Linked DNA regions of Mus musculus: all the other regions are linked to region 1. The links are chromatin contacts, called in public Hi-C maps. All regions are on one chromosome and are shown on one strand. The core of a region is the stretch at or near the end of the contact, and the rest is flanking DNA. Distances in the headings are between cores, read along the strand shown.

Region 1 (3,124 bases), core at 316-2,815:
AACGTCAGTCAACATTTCCAAGGCAGTGTCCTTCACAAAGTCACACAGTGCTTTTTTACAATAGCAATTCTTTTTACAACAATGTAGCATTGCTCTGTACAATGGGCAAATACTGTAACAAGTGCCTTCCATAAAGACAGTTAGCCCTTTAGCTGTTGGGAAGCAAGGTCAGAAGTCTCTTGAAGCAGTCACTGGCCGCACTAAACTAAATGCCAGGTGGCAGCTCTCAAGCCCCTAAAAAGTGTTTTTAAAAAACAGATTTACATCCCATAATAAGTCTTAGAAACTTCAAAGGTAGGGCCTATCATTTCAAAACACTACAGTTATCTATGGATAAAAATCTGCATTCAACTGTGCAGTTTTCTTCTAGATCTGAATTAAAACCTTTATTATTTACCCCAATTTTAATTTTTTAATTTCTCTATTAATTCTGCTACTCTCAGTTTTAAAAAGGCCAGGGTTGTGGTAGATCCTTCATGAGGAAGGCACTGCAGCCAGCTTCCTGTGCTTGCTCTCTCCAGTGAGGAAAGATACCCGAGCACACCACAGTGCATCGTGAGCGATACAAAAAGCATGCAGCCTGCCTGCCACTGTTGTGACTTTTGGTCTGCTTAAAGAACAATGAATGTAGTTTCTGAAAAGGTTTTCCACGGCATGCAGTGTCCCAGAGGGGAAAAGGTCCTGAGGTCCAAACAGTTTGGGAAATGCTACGTGCATCAGTCTGTGTACTATCAGATGCAGTCCTGTCCGCACCGCAGGGCACTGCAGGGCACTGCATGTTCCCACGGATCCCCATCTCAGGGCATCACGATACTGCAGGAACCAAGGCGGCAGGACAGGAACTCCAGTCCTAGCTTCTATTCCCTGCCATCCATCCCAGATATACTTTTCTGCATTCGGCCTCCTGACGTCCACAGTTTAAGAGAGTCAGGAAGGCTAGAGTGTGTTCCTGGCTGAATGGACATAACACTTGTTTTGCCTTCATTTTTCCTTAGGATTTGGAAAGCAAATGCCCCTCCCCCTCTGGCTTACTTGGCTTGGCCTCACTTAAAAGCAGAGTGCAGCTTCATATTGCTTAGTATTAGGTTTTTATTTATTAAACTTGACTCACAGTCTTCCCCTGAAGGGCATGCATTTCAACTTGACAGAAATGCAGTAGAGTAAACTGTAATAAATTATATACAAGCACCTAGTTTGTTTAATCGTTCGAGGAAGCCACCCACTGCTGGAAAACAAGGGGAATGTTTCTATTAGGGAACAGGGCTACCTGGAAGCCTTATTGTGATGCTTTTTGTCTTTCATAATGAGGCACTGAAGAATGAGTTGTGCTAAAATTAACTCAAGGGTCAGCTTGTCAGGAAGAGCATAACTTTGGTTGAGATTTTTCTTCCATAAGAAAGGTTTCAAAGCACCAGTTAATTATGAAAAGCGTGCGTGCCTATCCTCACAGTGAGTTAATTGTCAGGCAACAGCAAGTCTGACTGCAGTTCTTAAAGTAACACCTACCAAAAGGGAGAGCACGGCAAGGGACGTGGGACGCACACGTCTCTGCGCAAGCTGGGGAGCAGCGCTCATTTGCAGAGCTGACAAGCAGGGCAGCAACACCCACTGGCAGACAGATCAGAGGAAGCCACCTACAGTTTCCATTTAGAGGGAAAAAAAAAAAAACAGAGACCAATAAAATGCTTGAGTCCCCACAGATAAACCCAAGGGAGTACACCAGCCTCTCTGGGTGTCCCCCAAGTACAGCCAAGGGAAGTGCCAGCCTAGTTAGGGGAGCAGAGGCTAAAGGTGAGCATCTCACTGCACACCAAAGTCGCTACAGTTGACAGAAGTGAAGCAAAGGAAAAGGAGGTGTGACATGCACAAGGCAAGGGCGGAGGTCACCACAGCACAGTATTATTGCTATGCGCTCCAGACCAGCCACGCCATGCTCTGTGTAACACCAGGCAGGCCCACCCTCCCCCAACACACACGTCACTCATAGGATACAGTTAGTGTTTGAAATTCAAGTTCAGGAAAGTACAAACCTCATCCCTAATACTTTTATCAATTCAAATCATCTATACAACACTCATCAGAAAAATTCATAATTCCGTAAAATCATATATATGGACAGTGAACAATTAGAGACTGCATTGTCACGTGATCTTGAAATCTGCCATAATCACCACAAATAACTAACAGTTATGCTCCCCGCTCATGAGAAAGGCACCTACCCACTACAACAGAGGTGCTTTCACAATCACTCGCCTTTACATGGCAGGAAGTTTGGGTATGTGGCCCACATAAATGTCCTTGCCTCCAACCACCTGCCACTCAGCTGGGTCACTGTGCATGCTACACAGGCTGCACAGTGCGCCATCTGGGTACAAGCCATACACTAGCCACAGCACAGCACCCAGTGAGTGAGCAGTGTCTGGAACCCCTGGGTCAGCAGTTTGTAGCCAGAGTGCCACACGCCAGTGATCACTGCAGCCGAGCTCCTCAAAAGCAGCAGGTGTCAATCACTCAAAGGTATCAGCAACAGGGACTCTAAACACTGGTCATTACAGCTCAAAGGCACTCTTGTCACGTGAGCACAGCCTTTAATGCCACCTTCCTGGCCAAGCACAGCTCACCCTTGCCAACCAGAGTCACCTCCTGATGCTGGCTCTTTCCTCAGCCTCTCACCTCCTGACTGCAGTGTCATCTGCTTTCAGGCAGCTACTCAGATACATCTTGAGTGTGCCGGCGCAGGACAACATTGCTCCTTAGTAAAGCAGTTGAGAGGAAAGGGCTCACATACAAACCATAACTTCTGTTGACAGCGATAATGGAGACAGAGAATGGATGGCCCAATTATTTTAAAGGAAACATTATTACTTACTATATAAGAGTCAGTTCTACAAACACCTCAATGTCCATCACAGTAACTAGCCTGAAAAGTTGTACTTAAAATGTGAACCTTTAATAAACTCCAAAATAACTTACTGAGATTTCACCTATAACCTAGTGATCATGAATCACAGATGGCACTGGCCCTGAGTGCTCTGCGCAGGCCACTGCGTCTGTGTTGGGAGGAGCGCAGGTCCACGGGGGCAGAAGGCACGTGTCTTCCTGGAAGTCTCCTCGGGGTAGGGCA
Region 2 (3,124 bases), core at 217-2,716, 1.3 Mb before region 1:
TGAGTCTTAAGTGTGTAATCCAACATACAGGCTTTCCATCTTAAATTGGAGGGTGTGTATCAGCTCTAGGCTGCTGCATTCTGAGTTATCCCACAACTCAGTGGTTTAAAACAATGCATTATTTCTCCTGATTCCATGGGCTATAGCTTGAGTAGGTTTCACATGGCCTTGAATAGGCTCACTATTGCCATGTTGGGGAGCAGTTAGCCGGGGTGGAGGGTTGGGGGGCTGCTTATGTCGATGTCTATAGTCTTAGAAGCAGCTGAGACTGAAGGAGCCCCCTTCTCTCTTACTCTCAGAGGCTAGCCTGGGCTTGCTCCAAGACAGCATTGTATGAAGTTGGAGGGGGTTGGGGTGGTCCGCGGCTGAAGCTGAAGGCATGGACGTTAGCTTTATTTTTGTGTCTTCCTTCTCTTCTCTTCTCTTCTCTTCTCTTCTCTTCTCTTCTCTTCTCTTCTCTTCTCTCTCTCTCTCTCTCTCTCTCTCTTCTTTCTTTCTTTCTTTCTTTCTTTCTTTCTTTCTTTCTTTCTTTCTTTCTTTCTTTCTTTCTTCCTTTAACAGATCTTGCCTGAGTTTATTTGTAAGAACAGCATAGGACACTGGTCATCTGCAAATAGTGTGTGGGGAGGTGTGTCACAACAGTCCGTCTGTCTTCACACTGGCAGGAGCCTTTTCTATGGGGCCTTCACAGGGCACCTTTGGGGGTCTGGGCTGGAGTTGAAGCCTGGGCCTTAGCTGGAGCTTTGGCCCCTGCCTTGGTTTGAACCTTAGACTTCGGTTGGCAGAGCCTCTGACCCTTGGCCATGTAGCTTTGAATCCGCCTCCCAAGCTTAGGGTGAGCGATGAAAGCCAGCCACTTGAGTTTAGGGCCTTTTGGCATCTTGGGCTTGATGGCCTGAGGCTTCACCAGGGCCTTGATGGCCTCTGCGCACGCATTCACTGCCTTTGCATTGCTGGCCTGCATCTTCTCCAGGCCTTTCTTGTTGTGCTTCTTGGCAAAGTACATGTTGCCCAGGAACTCGGGGTCAACCTCCTAAGAGATTCGTATCTTTGTGACCAGGGTTTCTTGATGCCATTTCTGTGCCATTTGCGGGACTGGTTGTGTGTGGTGTGGTTCTTGGACTTGGCCGTGTCTGCACGGTAACCCGCGGCTCCTGCAGCGCCTGGGACCGGAAGAACGTGTCTTCCTTTTCAAAACCCAAGTGGGATGCAGGTCCAGATCAAAGCTGGGGAATGTAGATTCCCCTCTTATGGGAAGAGCTTCGAAGCACTTATATTTAACCTTCCAGGCAACCATTACTGTCATTACAAACATTCCCTAGAGCAGCATTCAGTACAGGTGTGTTGAAGTACCACCTCCGCCATAAATTTAAAGGGTGACTCAACTCCTGGAGGTCGAATGGACAGCTGTCTCTGCTTTACTTAATTTTTGTTTTGACCACCAGATGGAGGCATTGTTCAATGTGCCTTGCATCATTCAAGAACAGCACCAAATTCCACCCTCAAACACCCTGAAAGCCATGCAAATCCTGGGTCTCTACCTGGCTGCCTTCTTGTTTTCAGAAAGGAAGAGGCTTGTTGCTCTCTCCCAGGCGCAGCACTGCCTCTCTCCTCCCTCTGGGTGATTCTCCCATCCACCTCTTTAGGTCTTCCTCTTTAGGCCAACTGAAGATGGGCCCGTTTGGCTTCCCTAGGAAATGCCGGAGACCCTCCTCCTTTCCCGCCCACTCCTGCACGAAGTGCTTGCTGGTTCTCCTCCACATTCATTTTGAGCTGGTTTTGTTTATCTTGCACCCTGAACCCACAAGCCAGAAGAAGGGGTGGTTGCACTTCCAAACCCTGAGTGTCTCTAAAGCTCTCTCCTGCTGTGTCTGGTGGCTTGTGGGCTGGAAAAGGGACAAATGTCTCACTCAAGCTCAGACCTCCAGCTTGCAAGTCAAGCATGCCTCTTTTTCAACTTGGTAAGCAAATATTAGGCCTAGGGGAGCAGGGAGGTCTGTGATGTGAAATAGCTATCTTTTTCTCCCATCATTGTAAATAACTTAGAATAACCAAACCTCAGGATTTTTACCTTTTCTTCTAATTGCTAAGACCACTCTTTCCCACCTATATTTATGGTAACATTTGGAAAAGGAATAAATGTTGTTCCTTAAAACAAACAAACAAACAAACAAAAAAACCAAAAAATGGGGTTGAGAGATGGCTCAGTGGTTAAGAACACTTGCTGCTCTTGCTGAGGATCTGTGTTCGGTTCCCAGCACCCACATGATGTGCACAACTATCCATAAGTGCAGCTCTGGGGATCTGATGCCCTTTTCTGGACTCCGAGGGCACTAGATAAGCACGTGGGCACATAAAATAAGATATAAGTAAAATAAGGTTACCACCTTATTATGGTACCTTAAAGACACACACACACACACACATACACACACAGAGAGAGACAGAGACAGAGAGAGAATGAGAGAGAGAGAGAGAGAGAGAGGTGTCATGTGATTTTGCTACAACTATCCCACTGAGTTGGGAACAAAGATTCATTGTAATAAAGCAAGCACTATTGGGCTCACTCATGACCTGAACATTGAAATTATAGCTATTGATTTTATTACTGTGGTATAAATAACTCTACACCATGTTGTCTTTATGACCTGTGCAAGTCTTAGAAACAATAGTGTGTGCACAAAGTAAAGATATCTGATTAAGTCCTAGAGTTTAGTCTACGGTATGTTGTCAATGACAATTTCTTTGTCTCACTGATCTGATGACAGAAATTCTCTCTTACTTAGGAGCTTTCATTCTGAGGCTCCATGGATGCCTAGAACCACTGGCTAATTCTGAGCTCTCATCATGTACATTTTCCTATACATACATACACACATACATGTATATATACTTATGATAAGGTTTTACTTATTTATTATTATTATTATTATTATTATTATTATTATTATTATTATTATTATTATTTGGTATTTCAAGACAGAGTTTTCTCTGTATAGCCCTGGCTGTCCTGGAACTCACTCTGTAGACCAGGCTGGCCTCGAACTCAGAAATCCTCCTGCCTCTGCCTCCCAAGTGCTGGGATTAAAGGTGTGGGCCACCATTGCCCAGCTGATAAAGTTTT
Region 3 (3,124 bases), core at 269-2,768, 1.2 Mb before region 1:
TCTTTTCCTTTTCTTTTTCTCTTAAGGAGTTAGTATAATCTATATAGAATTAATAATTAGCAGTCTACTACTCATATTGAGTCAGATCTCATACACCTCATGAAAGCACCACAAAAGTTAAGCAATAAAAAATGGACAACACACAGAAGTACAGGCCTCCATGCTCAGCTTGCTCTCCTTGCTCTGAGGATAATCAATTCTGTGTCTTTTCTTTATGTTCATGTCACCCTAGACAGTGGAGTTTAGCTTTGCCCATCTTTAAACATTATATGGAGGGAATCACACTGCCTCCTTCTCTTTTCTGTTCAACATTTTATCTTCCATGTCTACTTTCATTGCTCTATAAAAAGTGATGTGGCTCTGCCTGTTGTTCATCCTATGGCTAAAGGGCTCTGGTTGTTTCAGTTTGGGCAGGCTAAGGTCAATGCTAATCTGCTTGTCTAAAGTGCTATGATGGTAGAAATGTATGTACACAGGCATCTAACCAGGTGAGGCATGAATCACTAGGGTTGGATTTGCTAGGCAGGCTCACCTCAGTTCTAGTGAGTTCTTCCCAAAGTGCCTTGTCACAGCAAAGCATTCTCCTTATAGCATATAAGGATTCAAGTGGTCCCTGTTTTTGCTAACCTTAGTTTGCCTGACTTTCTAACTTGGCCCTGAAACGGGTGCACTGTCCTGGTTTGTCACAGCCTTGTTGGTTATTTTCCTGATGAATTATAAGGTTGAGTAGTTTTTCCCTTACGGTTACTGCCTCTGGTTTTCTTGGTGGGCGATTCCTTCCCAAGCCTGTGGCTTTCTGTAGATTATGTCTTCTTGCTGATTTGCTGTTCTCAGAACTGGAGCATCGGTGCGCTTGGGCTTATTATAATCATTGTCACGTTGTGTTTAAACCTACCCTCTGATTTTATTTAGGCTTTCTACTGCTCCACCTAATATGATATTTTTTTTCTGACTCATTTGCATCTTTACTTAGGGTTCAATTTGTTCACAGCTAACAGCCCTTAATCTGCCCTTAGTCTTGAGGGTTGACGTCAGGAGACAAAGGTTAAGTAGTTGCCCGTAGCAAGTCAGCATATTCAGAGCTGGGAAATATGTCAGCCACTTACCCCAGTCCCCTCCCCAGTCCCTTCTCTGCTCTGCTAGCAATAAGCCTCTGCAGTTCCTTCCCAACAGCTCTGCTTCAGGCCCAGCCTGGATTGTCTTTCTCTGTAATTAAAGCATCAGACAGAAGAAAGGCCCCACCCTGTTCTGTACCTAGCCAGTTCCCGTTTTCCCCCAGGGGCTGGAATGAAATTTCTGCACTGAGTTTCCCAGTGCAGCTTGGGCTTCCAGATGAAGTGTTATAAGGTTCTAATTAGGACGAACAACAGTAGTTCCTTGAAGTACCAAGGCCTAGTAACACTCTGCAGAAGGAGACAGTTAAGGTGATGGGAGTTCCGGTTAAAGATGTCATGCAGCACCAGGCATCCAGCAGATGGTCACTGAGTCACACTGTGGGTGAGCAGCTGAGCTGACACCATGAGCATGGAAGGAACAAGTGTGTGAAGAGCTTCACTGGATGGGAGGAGGGATATAAAAACAGGACCAACAAAGGTGACGCTTTGTTGGAAAATGATCACACCATCCTAGGCTCCACCCCTCTCTGCTTTGAGCTGACTTGCTTAACCTCTGTGAACCTTGGTTCTGAGATCAGGTCAGAGTATACATGAGCTCTTTGGCTTAAATTTTTTTTTCCCATGCATTTTCTTTCCAGTCTGACAATCACTATCCTGTGAGGTGTGCAGGATGCATAATCATAGTAATTACAAGAGTACACCATAATATATACCTTTAATTGAGTCCTGCTACTCTGAGGCAAGTAATGTATTAAGCACTTTCCATACATTATCTACTTTAATCTTGACGTCAGTCCTGCCAGACAGGTATTGTAATCTTAATTTTACAGATGAACATACCGAGTCTAGTAGAAGTTCCCCAGCTTGTCCAAGATCATAGTTACTGGATGATCCATGATGAAACCCAAGACTGTTGGCTGGGTGTGGTGGTGCTTGCCTTTAACCCCAGCACTGGAGAGGTAAAGACAGGTAAACTTCTATACATTCAAGACCAGGCTGGCCTTGTTTTTGTGAGTTCCAAGCCAGCCAGGGATACCCAGTGAGACCCTGTCTCAATAACACCAACAACGAAACAAATAAACCAACAAACAAAACACAAACATTGACAACAAACAGCAAACAAACAAACCCGGAGACTACACTGGGTTTGCACCAAATATGGTTATCTTTTTAAATATTGCAGTATTAGGTTTTCCACATGAAAACAAAACAAAAAAGGCAGAGAGAACTCAGGTCGTTTTTTGTTCACAGTCCCCCCAGGCAGGACACTGTAAAGAGTGTGCAGACAGCCTCTCCAAGTTCAGGGTACGTGCAAGTCACCAGGGAGTGTGCAGACAGCCTCTCCAAGTTCAGGGTACGTGCAAGTCACCAGGGAGTGTGCAGACAGACTCTCCAAGTTCAGGGTACGTGCAAGTCACCAGGGAGTGTGCAGACAGCCTCTCCAAGTTCAGGGTACGTGCAAGTCACCAGGGAGTGTGCAGACAGCCTCTCCAAGTTCAGGGTACGTGACAGCCTCTCCAAGTTCAGGGTACGTGCAAGTCACCAGGGAGTGTGCAGACAGCCTCTCCAAGTTCAGGGTACATGCAAGTCACCAGGGAGTGTGCAGACAGCCTCTCCAAGTTCAGGGTACGTGCAAGTCACCAGGGAGTGTGCAGACAGCCTCTCCAAGTTCAGGGTACGTGCAAGTCACCAGGGAGTGTACAGACAGCCTCTCCAAGTTCAGGGTACGTGCAAGTCACCAGGGATCCTGCAGGTCTGGACAAGGCTGTGATTTTTGCATTTCTACCAAGGCTCCAGCAGATGCTGTCCCTCCTGGTCATAAGAGTGCACTTTTAGTGGCAAAGACCTAGAACGTACTGTTTTCTGACCTTTGGTGTGGGTTTTCTGCTCCTCATGTTGTCATAATGTCCCTCTAGGTCGCTGTGACCATCAGCATATTCCAAGTGTGTAGTAATGGGCTTTATATCCCGCACCCTGACATGAATCAGCCCAGACTCTCTCTGCATGTA

Evidence for each region. A called contact is a pair of places that touch in the nucleus more often than the background predicts.
Region 2: a Hi-C map of cortical neurons shows a contact between it and region 1, with 4 times the contacts expected there. The contact joins two enhancer-like sites. A contact is called at or near these places in 1 of 39 promoter capture datasets (embryonic stem cells), 6 of 15 datasets of contacts at CTCF or cohesin (the NIH/3T3 cell line, hippocampal excitatory neurons, large pre-B cells and 2 more), 99 of 484 Hi-C or Micro-C datasets (the AML12 cell line, the AtT-20 cell line, B cells and 61 more), 3 of 115 datasets of contacts at active chromatin or transcription factors (astrocytes, embryonic forebrain and embryonic stem cells) and 1 of 9 other capture datasets (embryonic stem cells).
Region 3: a Hi-C map of cerebral cortex shows a contact between it and region 1, with 3 times the contacts expected there. The contact joins two enhancer-like sites. A contact is called at or near these places in 1 of 39 promoter capture datasets (cranial neural crest), 1 of 15 datasets of contacts at CTCF or cohesin (large pre-B cells), 4 of 484 Hi-C or Micro-C datasets (cerebellum, cerebral cortex, muscle stem cells and 1 more), 4 of 115 datasets of contacts at active chromatin or transcription factors (astrocytes, embryonic stem cells and large pre-B cells) and 1 of 9 other capture datasets (embryonic stem cells).

What each region holds. Positions count from the first base shown.
Region 1 is chr19:55,067,711-55,070,834 of GRCm38.p6, forward strand. Gpam (glycerol-3-phosphate acyltransferase, mitochondrial) reads right to left here. Exons shown (of 21, transcript NM_008149.4): 21 at 1-3,124. Among named protein-coding and RNA genes, the nearest start is that of Gpam, 30 kb to the right of the region's middle. Within about 2 kb of position 1,566, at least 8 of the 459 cell types and tissues checked have an H3K27ac peak or open chromatin away from gene starts, as enhancers often do. A contact at or near this core is called in cerebral cortex and cortical neurons, where this site is marked.
Region 2 is chr19:53,767,200-53,770,323 of GRCm38.p6, forward strand. The region is part of intron 1 of Rbm20 (RNA binding motif protein 20); the gene reads left to right. Among named protein-coding and RNA genes, the nearest start is that of Gm30943, 15 kb to the left of the region's middle. Within about 2 kb of position 1,467, at least 16 of the 459 cell types and tissues checked have an H3K27ac peak or open chromatin away from gene starts, as enhancers often do. A contact at or near this core is called in cortical neurons, where this site is marked.
Region 3 is chr19:53,835,618-53,838,741 of GRCm38.p6, forward strand. All of the region lies in intron 7 of Rbm20 (RNA binding motif protein 20), which reads left to right. Among named protein-coding and RNA genes, the nearest start is that of Gm16299, 12 kb to the left of the region's middle. Within about 2 kb of position 1,519, at least 52 of the 459 cell types and tissues checked have an H3K27ac peak or open chromatin away from gene starts, as enhancers often do. A contact at or near this core is called in cerebral cortex, where this site is marked.